Linked DNA regions of Mus musculus: all the other regions are linked to region 2. Evidence: chromatin contacts called from public promoter capture Hi-C data. All regions are on one chromosome and are shown on one strand. The core of a region is the stretch at or near the end of the contact, and the rest is flanking DNA. Distances in the headings are between cores, read along the strand shown.

The links. Promoter capture Hi-C pulls out the DNA fragments that hold promoters and counts their contacts.
Region 1: a contact with region 2 is called in a promoter capture Hi-C map of pre-B cells, with 4 times the contacts expected there. The contact joins the promoter of Ap4m1 here to the promoter of Styxl1 in region 2. A contact is called at or near these places in 2 of 39 promoter capture datasets (liver and pre-B cells) and 1 of 9 other capture datasets (liver).
Region 3: a contact with region 2 is called in a promoter capture Hi-C map of pre-B cells, with 2.8 times the contacts expected there. The contact joins the promoter of Zcwpw1 here to the promoter of Styxl1 in region 2. A contact is called at or near these places in 3 of 39 promoter capture datasets (cranial neural crest, liver and pre-B cells) and 1 of 9 other capture datasets (liver).

The regions. Positions count from the first base shown.
Region 1 is chr5:138,170,326-138,174,716 of GRCm38.p6, reverse strand. It overlaps Ap4m1 (adaptor-related protein complex AP-4, mu 1), which reads right to left and starts at 2,696. Exons shown (of 15, transcript NM_021392.4): 1 at 2,469-2,696; 2 at 2,280-2,368; 3 at 1,824-1,930; 4 at 1,649-1,745. The coding sequence starts at 2,526. Mcm7 (minichromosome maintenance complex component 7) reads left to right here and starts at 2,834. Exons shown (of 15, transcript NM_008568.3): 1 at 2,834-2,991; 2 at 4,321-4,391. The coding sequence starts at 2,961.
Region 2 is chr5:135,776,219-135,780,553 of GRCm38.p6, reverse strand. It overlaps Styxl1 (serine/threonine/tyrosine interacting-like 1), which reads left to right and starts at 2,169. Exons shown (of 9, transcript NM_029659.4): 1 at 2,169-2,303. Mdh2 (malate dehydrogenase 2, NAD (mitochondrial)) reads right to left here and starts at 1,905. Exons shown (of 9, transcript NM_008617.2): 1 at 1,753-1,905. The coding sequence starts at 1,818. Gm30205 (a long non-coding RNA gene) reads right to left here. Exons shown (of 5, transcript XR_003955810.1): 5 at 2,570-2,632.
Region 3 is chr5:137,786,491-137,790,357 of GRCm38.p6, reverse strand. Zcwpw1 (zinc finger, CW type with PWWP domain 1) reads right to left here and starts at 2,556. Exons shown (of 17, transcript NM_001005426.2): 1 at 2,413-2,556. It overlaps Mepce (methylphosphate capping enzyme), which reads left to right and starts at 3,657. Exons shown (of 4, transcript NM_144913.3): 1 at 3,657-3,867.

The sequences.
Region 1 (4,391 bases), core at 1,447-3,946, 2.4 Mb before region 2:
GCAACCTCCCAACCACACACTCCATGAGGACATTTCTTCATGGTAGCACGGAATAAGAGAATGAAATTGAAGTCCTTGGAGCTGGGGAGCTGGTTCAGTGGGTAAAAGGCTTGCTGAGCAAGTGTGTGGACCTGAGCTCAGTCCCTGAAATGTAAGTAAATAAGAAGGTGGACATGATAATGAGCATCTATAATCCCAGTGCTCCCATTCAGAGACGAGAAATAGAGACAGGAGAATCCCAGGAAGCTTGCAGGCTCGTTAGCTTAGTGTACGTGCACTGGGGAACAAAGGGAGCTTGCCTTTCACTTCTCTTTTTTTTTCTTTGTTATTTTTATTTTTATTTTCAAGACAGGATTTCTCTGTGTAGCCCTGGCTGTCCTAACTCATTCTGTAGATCAGGCTGGCCTTGAACTCAAGAGATTCATTCACCTGCCTCAGCATCCTGGGTGCACCACTATGGCTGGCTTCTATTTTTATTTTGAGACAAGGTCTCATGTAACCCTGGCTGGCCTCCAACTCACTATGTCGACTGGGAATGCCTCAAAAATCAAACTGATCCATCTGCCTCTGGATGCTGGTATATTAAAGGCACGCACCACCATGACCAGCAAAGGACTCTGTCTTGAACAAGGTAGAAGGTCAGGACCAATACCCGATATTGTCCAACAGGAAAGAGAAGGACACACAGGTGGAGAAACGGAGCCAGGGAGACAGACAGACATCCTGTGAGATAGCTCTGCTGGTGCTTGCTATCAAGCAAGCCAACCTTAGTTCAATCCCAGGGACCTAGACAGTATGTTGGTTGGGAACACGCAAAAGAAACTTATTTTAAATAAAATCATTTCATTTTTAGACTCCATTTAATCATAAGGAGAAGCTAAATTCAAGATCCCAGGCTCTGGGGGAGCTGAGGACTTCCCAATAGCTGAACGGCTTCTGTTGTAAATAGTTGCCTGAGTCCAGACATCTTTTTTTTTTTTTCCCCAAGACAAGGGTTTCTCCGTGTAGCCCTGGCTGTCCTGGAACTCACTTTGTAGACCAGGCTGGCCTCAAACTCAGAAATCCACCTGCCTCTGCCTCCCGAGTGCTGGGATTAAAAGCGTGTGCCACCACTGCCCAGCTGAGTCCAGACATCTTAGGAACAACTTGTACAGTTGTCTGAGTCCCGCCATCTTAGGGACAGCTGGTAAGAGAACAGCTGTTTGAGTTCAGACACCTCAAGGACAACTTCTCCATCTTGCTGGCAAGATCAACTAAGCTCGTGTTCTCAAGCCCAGAAAACTACTCCTAATCTGATTGGTCAAAGTTCCCTTGCTCAACCCCTTATGTCAAAATATGATTGGACAGTGCTACAGCTCACCCCACTCCCCTCCACTTTGTGGTGTCAGCCTTTAACTGCTAGGCAAGTTCAGGAGTCTGTTCTACAGCCCTGACTGATCAGTACTGGCTTGATTACAATACCTTTTTGTCATCTGCATTGACCTAGTGCTTGAGTTATGGTGGATCTATATTGGATTTAGCAGATTCTACAACAAGTAGAAGATACCTGATCTCCACACATGTGCAGTGATGTGGGCAAATACACACACACACACACACACACACGTGAATAAATAAACTTAAAAAGACCAAAGTTTTTGGGCTTTACCAGCACTTCATCCAGGAGTTCGTAGACAAGCGCCACATTGCGTGAGATGGTTCCCTCATTGAGTGAGCCACAGTAGTCACCCAAGAGAGTGGCTAGCCTAAGGAAACACAGCAAATTATGTGTGAATAAACCTCACACGCCCTCCTTCTTAAGTGCCTGTCCCAACTCTACTCACCGGGAAAGCAGCTCCAGAAGGCTGAAAGGAGAGACGTTTTCTAAGGTTGTGGCCACCAAATAGAGCCCACTGTGTCTGATGTGAATAAAATGACGATCACCGTGATACTGAGGCAGAGTTGAGGACAGAGGCCATTAAGAAAAGACCAGAATTGTAGTAAGGAAACCTGCAAGATGGCACCCTGAGGTCTACTAGTGATGGGCGATGCCCCAGATCTAAGACCTGGCCGCCTAACGTGGAAAGGTAGTATCTACCTCTCAAAGTTGTTGATAGTCAAAAAATAGGGTGCATGGCTCTGTAACTGGCTTCTTGTTAGTACTCAAAACATTTATAAACAAATCCTCCCCACACACACACCCCCGCCCCCAAGCTTCCTACCAAGCTGCCCTTGACAGGGAGGAGGCACTCACCCACCTCCACAGTTCTAAGGCCCTGCACACCAACCACAGTAGTTACCATGACAACCGGGGACTCGCCTCCAGGCAGTCCCGTCAGCTTCCGGTAGAAGAGCTCTGCCACATCACGACCACCACTGTCCCCGCGGACTAGCCAGGTGGAAAGATAGTTAAGGAACAGGCGACACAGACTGATCTGGATTCGATTTCTACCCAGCTACCCTACCCCGTCTCCCGGGTCAAAGGATACAGTCTTTATAGATGAGCGGATCCCCCTTGGAAGACAGAATGAAGAACTGGGAAATCATGGCGGTTCTGGAGGATAGACGAGAACACGGTGAAAGTTGAACCCACCCCGCCTTGTGGACGCGGAACAAAAGGCCGCACGGAGGCTGGCGCTTTAAGAAACACTCCTCCCACACACACACTCGCGAGCATTAATTTCGAACCGCGGGAAACAGGGTGTCCAACCCGCCAGGATCTGGCAATCTTTCAACGGCCCGCCCTCAAGCCCCTTGTCATTCAATCTAGACTCGTCCATTGATTGGTTAAAGTTAGGGGCTGGCAGCAGTTGGGAACCCCCTATCTGATTGGCGGGTTCTCAGCCGCACGGGTCACATGGGTGACGACGTTTCGCGCCAATTTCGGTTGGCCGGCTACGTCCCGCCGCGCGTTCGTTTTCTGCTTCCCCAGAGAGAGATTTTTGAGCCCTTCAAGTCCTGCCACACCGTCCCCGGCAGCGATGGCGCTTAAGGACTACGCGATCGAAAAAGGTGAAGATCTATAGGGCTGGGGGCGGCGTCCTCGGAGGGAAACTTCTACCTGCACCTGTTGAGGGGTGCTGGAGTCTTGGGGTCGGGCGGGGGAGGGGGAGTGAGCCGGGATCTGTGACTCCGAGGACAGGCGAACTGCGCCTGCAATAAGCAGTGGGCGTCAAGGATGGAGGAAGCAATCCTCCTTGGAAAAGGTGATGTGTTTGTGTTATGGAGAGAACCCAGTGGAGTCCACAAAGGAGGGGCGCGCTCGGTAGAGACCGGGTGACTTGGTTCAATGCATTCAATACGTGACCCAAGGGACTAGGTTACTGGGCCAGCCTCTGCTGCTCGGGGCGCTAGCGAATTCCCGCGTCCACTGGAGACTGGCCGAAGTCCAGAGGCGGGGCTTGCCAGACCGCTACGCGCCGCGATTGGTTGTTTTCGGCCGCCCTCCAAGCGGAAGTAGAGGCGGGCGGAAGTGGCGCTACCCGATCTTGGGACTGTCGTGTGTAAACAGTGTCCTTCCGCGCGGTGGCCTCGGAGATAGCTGCAGTAGGTAGGGGCGTGCCTAGAATTGGGAGGCTAAGCGCCCGGTGGCGAAAGGTGGCAGTGTGGTGGACCCGAATGGCCCTTTGGCGTTCTGGCCAATCCCCGCTCGGCCACCCGTCTCGGGCGGAGGAATCCTGGGCTGTGAGGCGGCTGGAATCTGGGCCCATGTGCTTCTTTGTTTACTAAGAGCGGAAGCAGTGGCGGGAGCCGGGCATGAGTGCAGAGGAGGCCTAGTGGCGGACGTCCTGGCGGGAGCCTAAGAAAAAGAGTTGTACTGGTAGAGCGAGAGCCGAGGACCTTAAGTCGATTGGGAGCGAGCTGAGAGAATTGAAGAAACTGAGATTCCTAATTAAGACAGAGTGTGGAATTCTCTTGGGAAGGTTGGGTAAGACTCTTGTAGCTGCCCGAAGACCTATATTCTTCTCTGTGTAAAAACGGACTTGTGAAAAGGAACACTGCCTACTTTGGGGAGAACTTGGTCGATTTGTTTTCAATGTTCATTTAACTAACTAGTTCATAGGTTTCGTCTTAAGTGAAAGTGGGTTTCTTAGGTTTCTGTTAAGAGTTTGAAATAAAGAATCTAAAAGGAAAGTTGATTGTTTATTTTATTTATTTTTACATTATTTTGTTACATTATTGTGTGTGTGAGATCGCACGGGCATATCATAGTGCTGGACACCCGCAGGACTCTGTTCTCTTCCAACCTGTGGGTGGGCCCTAGGGATTGAACTCTAGTCCTTGGCAGCAGTGGTCTTTACACCTCACTGCAAAGACTTGGTTTTTATTTTATATTTGTAGAAAAAGTTAAGAAGTTCCTCCAAGAGTTTTATTACGAGAATGAGCTTGGAAAGAAGCAGTTCAAGTATGGG
Region 2 (4,335 bases), core at 920-3,419:
GCACTTAACCACACTATTATTCACCATCTCTGCTGAGCTAACCCTACTCTACTGTTCAGGTTAACTCGTCTGTGACCCACCCCAGACTTCCCATTCATCTTTGTATCTGAGCACCCAGAGCTTTGTGCATGCCTCACATGTGTTTACCACTGAACTATGTATACCCTAGTGCTAGTTTCTTTTCAGAGTCCTCCTAAGTCACCGGGGCGGGTTTCAAACTTTTAATCTTCCTGTCTGGAACTCCTGAGTGGCTGGGGTTACAAGCATGCATCACCACACCCAGGGTGTAATATGTTAGCTGGATTATTTTTTGGTGTGTGTGTTTATGTGCAGGTACCCACGGAGGGCAGAAGAAGGCTTCAGACCCTCTGGTGGTTGGAGTCACCTGCCTTGGGTCCTGGGAACCAAACTCTAGTCTCTGCAAAATCAGCAAGCACTTTTAACTGTGAGCACCTCTCCAGCCCCTTGCATCTTTATTTTTCAATGAATGGACTGAATGGGAAACAGGAAGACCTGACCTAGATGGTAAGAAATGTAGACTTCCCTGGAATGATCAGTTCTCCTCCGGAGCATGGTAATTGTTTCTCAAGCCTTGGTTGTATCAATTTTGCTAGAGATTTGTAAAAAATACTGACCCTGCCCTCTTGACACGATCCTGGGTCTCCTTTACTGATTCCGACATGCACTAGTTAAAGAGGCCCTGGCCCAGGAGAAGATTGACTATAAATAGCTTAGCTGTAACTGTCCTAGGCCAAGTCTACCCAAAGCAAGGATGATCCTCCAAGAATAATTCAAAAGAGATCCAGTGGAGGAGATGGTTCAGTGGGTAAGTGCATAAGGACCTGAGTTCAAAGCCCGGTTCCCCTGCCTGGCAGGTTCATCAAAGGCCTTCTCACTCTCATAAATAAATAAATAAATAAATAAATAAAGTCTACAACAGGGGTTCTTAAGCTTCCTAATGCTGCAACCCTTTAATACAGTTCCTCATGTTGAGGTGAACCCTTCAACCATAAAATTACTTTTAAAAATAAAATTGCTACTTCGTAACTGAAATTCTGTTACGGTTATGAGTCGTAATGTAAACATTTGCTACGGGACCCCTGTGAAAGGGTCATTCGATCCCAAGGTTGAGAACCGCTCGCTGGTCTAGTGTGTGATGGCCAAGACACCGATGTCCTTCTCTGGCCTCTGTACAATCATGTGCACATGACACCACACACACTCTGAAAAACGATGCTTGATGCACATCTTTAATGCCGGTACTGAGGCAGAGACTGGACTCCGTGAGTTCGAGGCCAGCCTGGTCCACATAAACGGACATAAAGCAAGCAATCCCTGGGCGGGAAGGCCACTGACTGTGCTAATTTCAATCGAATCTCCCAAACTACTGTGACCCTGATCCGTTCTCCACCCTCGGAGCCCCCGGCACTACGAAGTTAACGTCCGCGTTATTTCTCTCCTGGTGCCTCACATCCATGGAGGCTTCAAGGAGAAAATCAGTTAAGTCGAAGCAATGCAAAGTTGCATATAATGCAACTCGCATCCGGACCGCGAGCCTCGGCTTCTGCACCTACGTGGAGCGCAGACTATGGAGGAAACCTGGACTGACTCTGTCCCCCTTCCATGTTGGTCGGGATGTGAGCCGGGCGGCCCAGACGTCCAGAGTGAGCCTTGGATGGTTAAGAAACGCCGAGCTCCGGGGACGCGTGTGCCGCCCCCGGAGTTCCTTCCTAGGCAGGCAGCCCCTTGTACCTGGGCCGAAGTGCTGAAGCTGCGGCGGAGAGCGGCGCCGGCAGGACGGGCGAGAGCGGACAGCATGGCTAGGGCGGGCGGGACACGGAGCTACTGGCAGGAGCTACAAGAAGACGAGTGACTCCAACGACCTCCACTCTGCGCAGTGGCCGCCCGGTCCAGAGCCACCTGATCTCGCGAGAGAAGCGCAAGAAGCTTGAGCCAAATCTCGCGAGACAGGCTCGGCCGTGTGGTTCCTTGTCTAGCACGCCCTAGACCCGGCGAGCGAGGCCTGACGTCACGATTCTCTCCGGCTCCAAAGAAGTCATCTCTGGGCTCCGGCCACTTCCGAGATCTCGCGAGAGAGGCCCGGCTTCACTTTATCAGGCCGTTCCTTCCCCCGCCTCCTACCCCGCCCCTTGCCCCGCCCCTCCCCACCGTTAGCTTTGCCCACTTCCGGGACCTAGCGCTAGGACAGACGGTCACCAGGATTAGGCGGAATCTTGGGACCGCCCCTAGCAACCCGGTACTAGAAGGACTCTTGGAGCGCTCGCCCGGAGGACAGGCTCTAGGTTAGAAGTACCCGTTATCCCAGGTGGGGCTCCGGTCGGACGTCCTGCCGGGGAGCCTGACAGAAGTCGCGCAGCAGGTCAGGCGGCCCCGGAGCTCCTGACCTCAGCCAGGCCCAACTTTCCTGCCCCCTGGAAGAGGCCGGCTGGGGTCCCGGGGCGTCCCGGGGCGGGGTGGGCAGCATCTCCCCACCTGTTTCCTCCAGAGCCGCCCTTCCGACAAGTTACACAGAGCCTTGTTGAGGTTCCAGGCTTCTCACACAACCCGCTCGGAGGAGCGAGTACTCGCGTTGTCATGGCACCAGGCGATGTGCAGGACCGCGATCCTAGGTCTGGGACGGAGGAAGAAACGTTTGGTGACCGTGCCTCAGGCTTTGGGCTTGTCTCTACCCCTCAAACTCTCCAGCAGTGCAGGGAGCACGGTTCTGCAACTCTTCTTCTTGCTTTTCCTGCTCCCCCCTTCTTTTCCTTCCTTTCTTACTAAAATCCGCACAACACACGATTAAAAAAATAATAACTATTCTAAAGTTCAGGATCAGAGCTGGAGGGATGACTCTGGTTAAGAGCACTTGCTGCTCTTGCAGAGCTTCGATCCTGAGACGCTAGCAGGTGGCCCACAACCCCCTGAAACTCTAGCTTCAGGCATAGCCATTGCCGCAGGCATTCGTGTGCAGGTACCCACGGAGACACAGAAATAAACATTTAAAATGATAAAAATGTAAAAGTAAGGACCCATACACATACAGACGTGCACATATATGCACCTACATACATTCGAACGCATGCTACACACATAAAAAATATTCCGGAGGCTGCAGCAGAAGGATTGATGTGAGTTTGAGGCCAACATGAAACTCTGTTAAAAAAAAAACCAAAAAACAAAATAACAACCATGCAAACAAAAAGTTGGGGAGGGGGTTAGAGAAGGAACTGGAAGGGAGGGAACTGGTTGGATTTGTTCAAAAACACTTGGCATGAATGTGAAGTTCTCCAGCAATAAAGTATAAGTTCAGTGTCCTAGCTGTCCTTGAGCAGGCCTGTATTCCCAGGGACCTGGAGGCTGAAGCAGGATGGTAGCAAGTTCAGTGACTCAGTCTGGTTGGGGACAGTGACAGAGAAAGCAAGGCTGCTGGTGGTAACAAACGAGAACCAAAGAGCATAGCCACACACGAGAGCTGGCGATGGCTGGCCGACTCTCTTCCCTGGCCTCTACCTCTTTGCTGGATGGATAAAGTGTACTACCAGCCCCGTCTGGAATCGGATATGCCTCCCCCGGTTCTTGCCTGGCCTTTGGGGAGCAGAATCTAGTGGGCATCTGAGCAACATTTGGAGAAGTGATATGCGAACCTGGGGAAATGGGCTTGGAACGGAGGTCATGTTAAAAGAACCTTCCAGAGGATGAGCCACTTAAACAGACCTGCCAGAAGACTGGGTGGGTCTTAGTGGGAGCCCTGGAGGAGGGAAGTGCCTCTTGTCTGAGCTGGTAATGGTTCAGTGGGCAGAGAAGCGGGCTGCCAAGCCTGAGTGCAATCTCCAGGGCCCATGCTGCTGATTCTTCAATAGTGCCAAGTATGGAGAGGCAAGGGAAAGGAGGAGACAGGAAGACGTAGCCTTGTGTTCCAGGAGATGCTTTCTATTGGGGTGGGGATATATGGATAAGCACTGCCCTTGATCTTATCTCTGAAGAATATGCTCTGGTAATTGTTTAACTTTCTGACGTCATCTAGGGGTCAGGGAGTATGTATTTATTAATCATTAATTAATTAATTTTGGTTTTCTGAGACGAGGTTTCTCTGTGTAGCCCTGGCTCTCCTGGAACTCTGTAGATTGGACTGATGAACTCAGAGATCCCCCTGCCTCTATCTCCCAAGTGCTGGGATTAAAGGATGCACCACATTTTATGTATGCTATTATTACTTTTAAGGCAGGGTATAATGTACCCCAGGCTGCCCTCATACTTTCTGGGTAGCCAAGGATGGCCTTGAACTCCTGATCTTCCTGCCTCTTAATTCCAGAGTGTTGCTTGCATCAATGT
Region 3 (3,867 bases), core at 1,307-3,806, 2.0 Mb before region 2:
ATGGCTACATAGCAAGACCCTACCATTTAAAAAAAAAAAAAAAACACAACAAGGGCTGGAGAGAGCACTGACTGCTCTTGTGAAGGTCCTGAGTTCAAATCCCAGCAACCACATGGTGGCTCACAACCATCTGTAATGAGATCTGATGCCCTCTTCTAGTGCATCTGAAGACAACTACAGTGTACTTAGATATAATAATAAATAAGTCTTTAAAAAAAGAAAAAAAAAAAAAAAGCTGGGCAGTGGTGGCGCATGCCTTTAATCCCAGCACTTGGGAGGCAGAGGCAGGCAGATTTCTGAATTCAAGGCCAGCCTGATCTACTGAGTGAGTTCCAGGACAGCCAGGCTACACAGAGAAACCCTGTCTCAAAAAACCAAAATAAATAAATAAATAAAAGCAAAAACAAAAACAAGCAAACAAAACTTTTCAATCACTTTTAAGCTAGGATAGTGAGCCATGTCTAAATTTCAATCGTGGGAATGTTCTAGTTTGAGAACTACAGAAAAACCCTGCAGTCCCTCCAAAACAAAAACAAAAGCAAATATAGACACACACAAAGCCTCCTATATTTCAGAATATAGTTTAACACAACCAGGGGTTCACGGCTATACTCACAGCACTTAAGAGACTGAAGGAAGTTTGTTGCTTCAACTTTGAGTTCAGTCTGGGCTACAACGTGACCTTGAAAACAGCCAGGGATACAGACAAGACTCTGTCTCAGAAAATAAACAAATAAGCAATAGATAGGTGGCTAAATAGATAGATAGACAGACAGGCAAACAAACAAACAAATGAATAAATGAATAAATGCTTACAGATAATTCAGTGGGTAGGGGTGCTTGCCCCCAAGCCTAATGATCTGAAACTGATCTCAGATCCCACTTGATTGGCAGGGATGGACAGACAGGATGACACAACATGGACAGGATGACCTCTGGCCTCCCCATGCTCTACAGCATGTGCACAAACACACACATCCAACAAACAACAAATAAATAAGGGTGATAAAACTTTTAAAAAATATAAATTCACTTAAAAATTTCCTGTCCTGGGCCCTGGCAGTGGTGGTGCATGGCAGCACTGTGTAGGCAGAGGGGAGGGGGACTGACTGAGGAGCTGGTGAGATGGTTCAAGAATTAAGAGCACTGGCTTCCAGGGGTGCCTGTAACCACATGATGGCTCACAACTATCTATAAAGGGATCTGATGCTCTCTTCTGGCCTGCAGGTGTACATGCAGACTGAGCATTCACACATAAAAAAATGATGATGATGATGATAATGATAGAATAAATGAAAATTTCATTCCCTTTAATACGGAATTGATGGCTTTTTGACATTGCCTAATAGCCTATGAACTCCTGCCTATTCTCATGTTTTACCTGTTTTTAAGTTCACTTTGTGAGCACGCATCTGTGTTCTGCAGACCTTTTAAACGTTTAACAAGGAAAACAAGGAAAGAAATAAAGAAAGAATCAAAGAAAGAAAGATGTTCTACCTACCCTCACCAGATTTACTCTCAGAAGGAACTACCCAAACGAGACTTCCCACAGAACATTACAAATAAAATTCACAGTAAAGTGTATTGGCTCGGGGCGCGGTGGGGTGGGGGTTGGGGGAGGTGGTGGAAGAAACCCCGAAGATGTGTGGTCACCTGTGAGCAAAACAGTTTCTTTCGTGACATTAAATGTCATTTCTAAGCCGGGCGTGGTGGCGCACGCACTCGGGAGGCAGATTTCTGAGTTCGAGGCCAGCCTGGTCTACAAAGTGAGTTCCAGGACAGCCAGGGCTACACAGAGAAACCCTGTCTCGGAAAAAAAAAAAAAAAAAGTCATTTCTATCCTTGACCGCAATCTCTGGATCGCTCCCGCTCCCCCCAACCCCCGTGTCCCGACCTCAGGCTGCCCTCGGGGATGCTCTTGCTTCGAGGACCTTGTGCCCTAGGCCTTCGCAGGGCGGGCGCGCGTCCTTTCTGCTTACAGATAGCAAGATGCGGGGCCATGTATACTGAACCCCACAGCGGAGGGGAGGCCTTTGAGTGGTCTTCTACTTTTCCTCTCTCTTTACCAATTCTCTCCGCGACGGCCATTAAAAGCAGAGATCTCACCCAGGCAAACAACCCTCGCCTCCCCTCAGAGCGTCAAGTAACGCTTCGCTACTCTCCCGGACCAAGAACGCCACCATGGAAGCCTCTTCCCCTTTGCTCCCGCTCAGCCTCGCTGTCCCACAACGCCTCATTTCCCTCCGCAATACTGGGTTATTTTTTGTTGTTGTTGTTCTGAAGATTAGCGATTCTGAAGAGCAGGGGCTAAGGTCCGCTGTGGCTCCGAAGAGAAAATTTCTCCTCAGCCAACAGGTACCGAGAGTCACCACAACTAACACTTTCCTCTGCAGTCGCATAAAAGACAACTACCTTCTGGGGCGACGAGGACCTAAAGGTGAAGCGCAGCTAACGCTGTCGCAGCCATTCCGCACATCCCTTCCACCTCGAGCAACTTTTCCCGCCACCAGGAGAAGGCGCGAGGACACGGACAAATTCCGCCCCCAAGCGGCGTGCGCTCAGGTGCTGCGCGTGCGCAGTTGGAAGTTGCTTCTGCGTCTGCGCAGCCGGAGTAGCCCGCCATCTTAAGAACGAAAGCCTAGTGAAACTACAAGTTCCATAATCCTCGCTGACATCTTTAGTTCCGCGCCCCCCCCCCCATAATATCCTGCGAAGCGCCCTAGGCACTTCATTCTTATCTCTGCCTCAAATCGCTTTCTCTTTCCTGTTTTCGTGCTATCACTCCCTACCTTTTAGTTGTCGTCACCCTCTTAAATTTTGAAACCATCTTGAGCTCCCCCCTTGCCTCTACAGTGCTCTTTCCTGACAAATAGTCTGTGGACTGGGAAACTCCGCCAGCCATCAGTCTGAGGATTCTGCATAGAATCAGTGCTTCCCATTGGCCGAAACAGGAGCCCAAACAGGTCGATACCCTTTCCCGCCCACATTCGCGGTGTGTCTAGCTGCAGGGATAATGCTGTAAAATCCGCAACGCTAGCGGGTGGCGCTGAGGGACCGATACGCAGGCGCTGCACTATGGCAGCGGCGTCCGAGGCCTGACGTAGGTGTAGGGAGGAGAGGAAGGCGTAGTTCTCTAGATGTTTGTCCCTGGTGGAAGGAGGAGGGCCGCTTGAACAACTGGGCCATTTCAGGGGAAGAGGAGTTTGGACAATCTCGATGTTTTAGTACTTGTTTGTTTTCAATTCAGAAAATATATTAAATAATATATTGCATTTTATTGATAACAGTTCTTGAGACAATGGTCTCGATTCCTTAGCCTACTTTATCATCCTCTCCTCAGGTTCTCCTAAGTCCTAATTCTAATGAGATAGGCTGGGGGCGGGGGGAAGGGGTGGGGAAAAGACCAGCGATCGCTCATGAATAATTCATGAGCCCGCCTCTTTCGCTGGGAATGCACGCCCCTTGGAAACGTGCTGACGCACGCTGCGTGTAATGAACCTAAGGAAACGACGTCACACTCCCCGCCCCTAGAGCGGAGGGGGCGGAACATCATCTCCAGCACGTGTTGCCCCTTCAACCCGCGCAAGTCCAAAAGGACTGTGCGCAGGCGCTCTCCAGGAGGGGCGGGGATGGGGGAGGAAGGAGGCGGGGCAGGGAGGTTGTTGGGTTTAGAGCCGGGCGGAGACGGCGGAGCCTCATTCCTCAGGAACAAGGGTCGGGTGTCAAGGAGACCTTTTCACACCAGCTCCCGTTCCCCGCCTACGGTGGGTGGGATCGCACGGCAGAGACAAAGGATATCAGTAGGGCTTGGACTTAGCAGCGAAGGGAAGTCGGGTGTCCGTGTGGGGCGGTGGGCGTCTCGGGCTG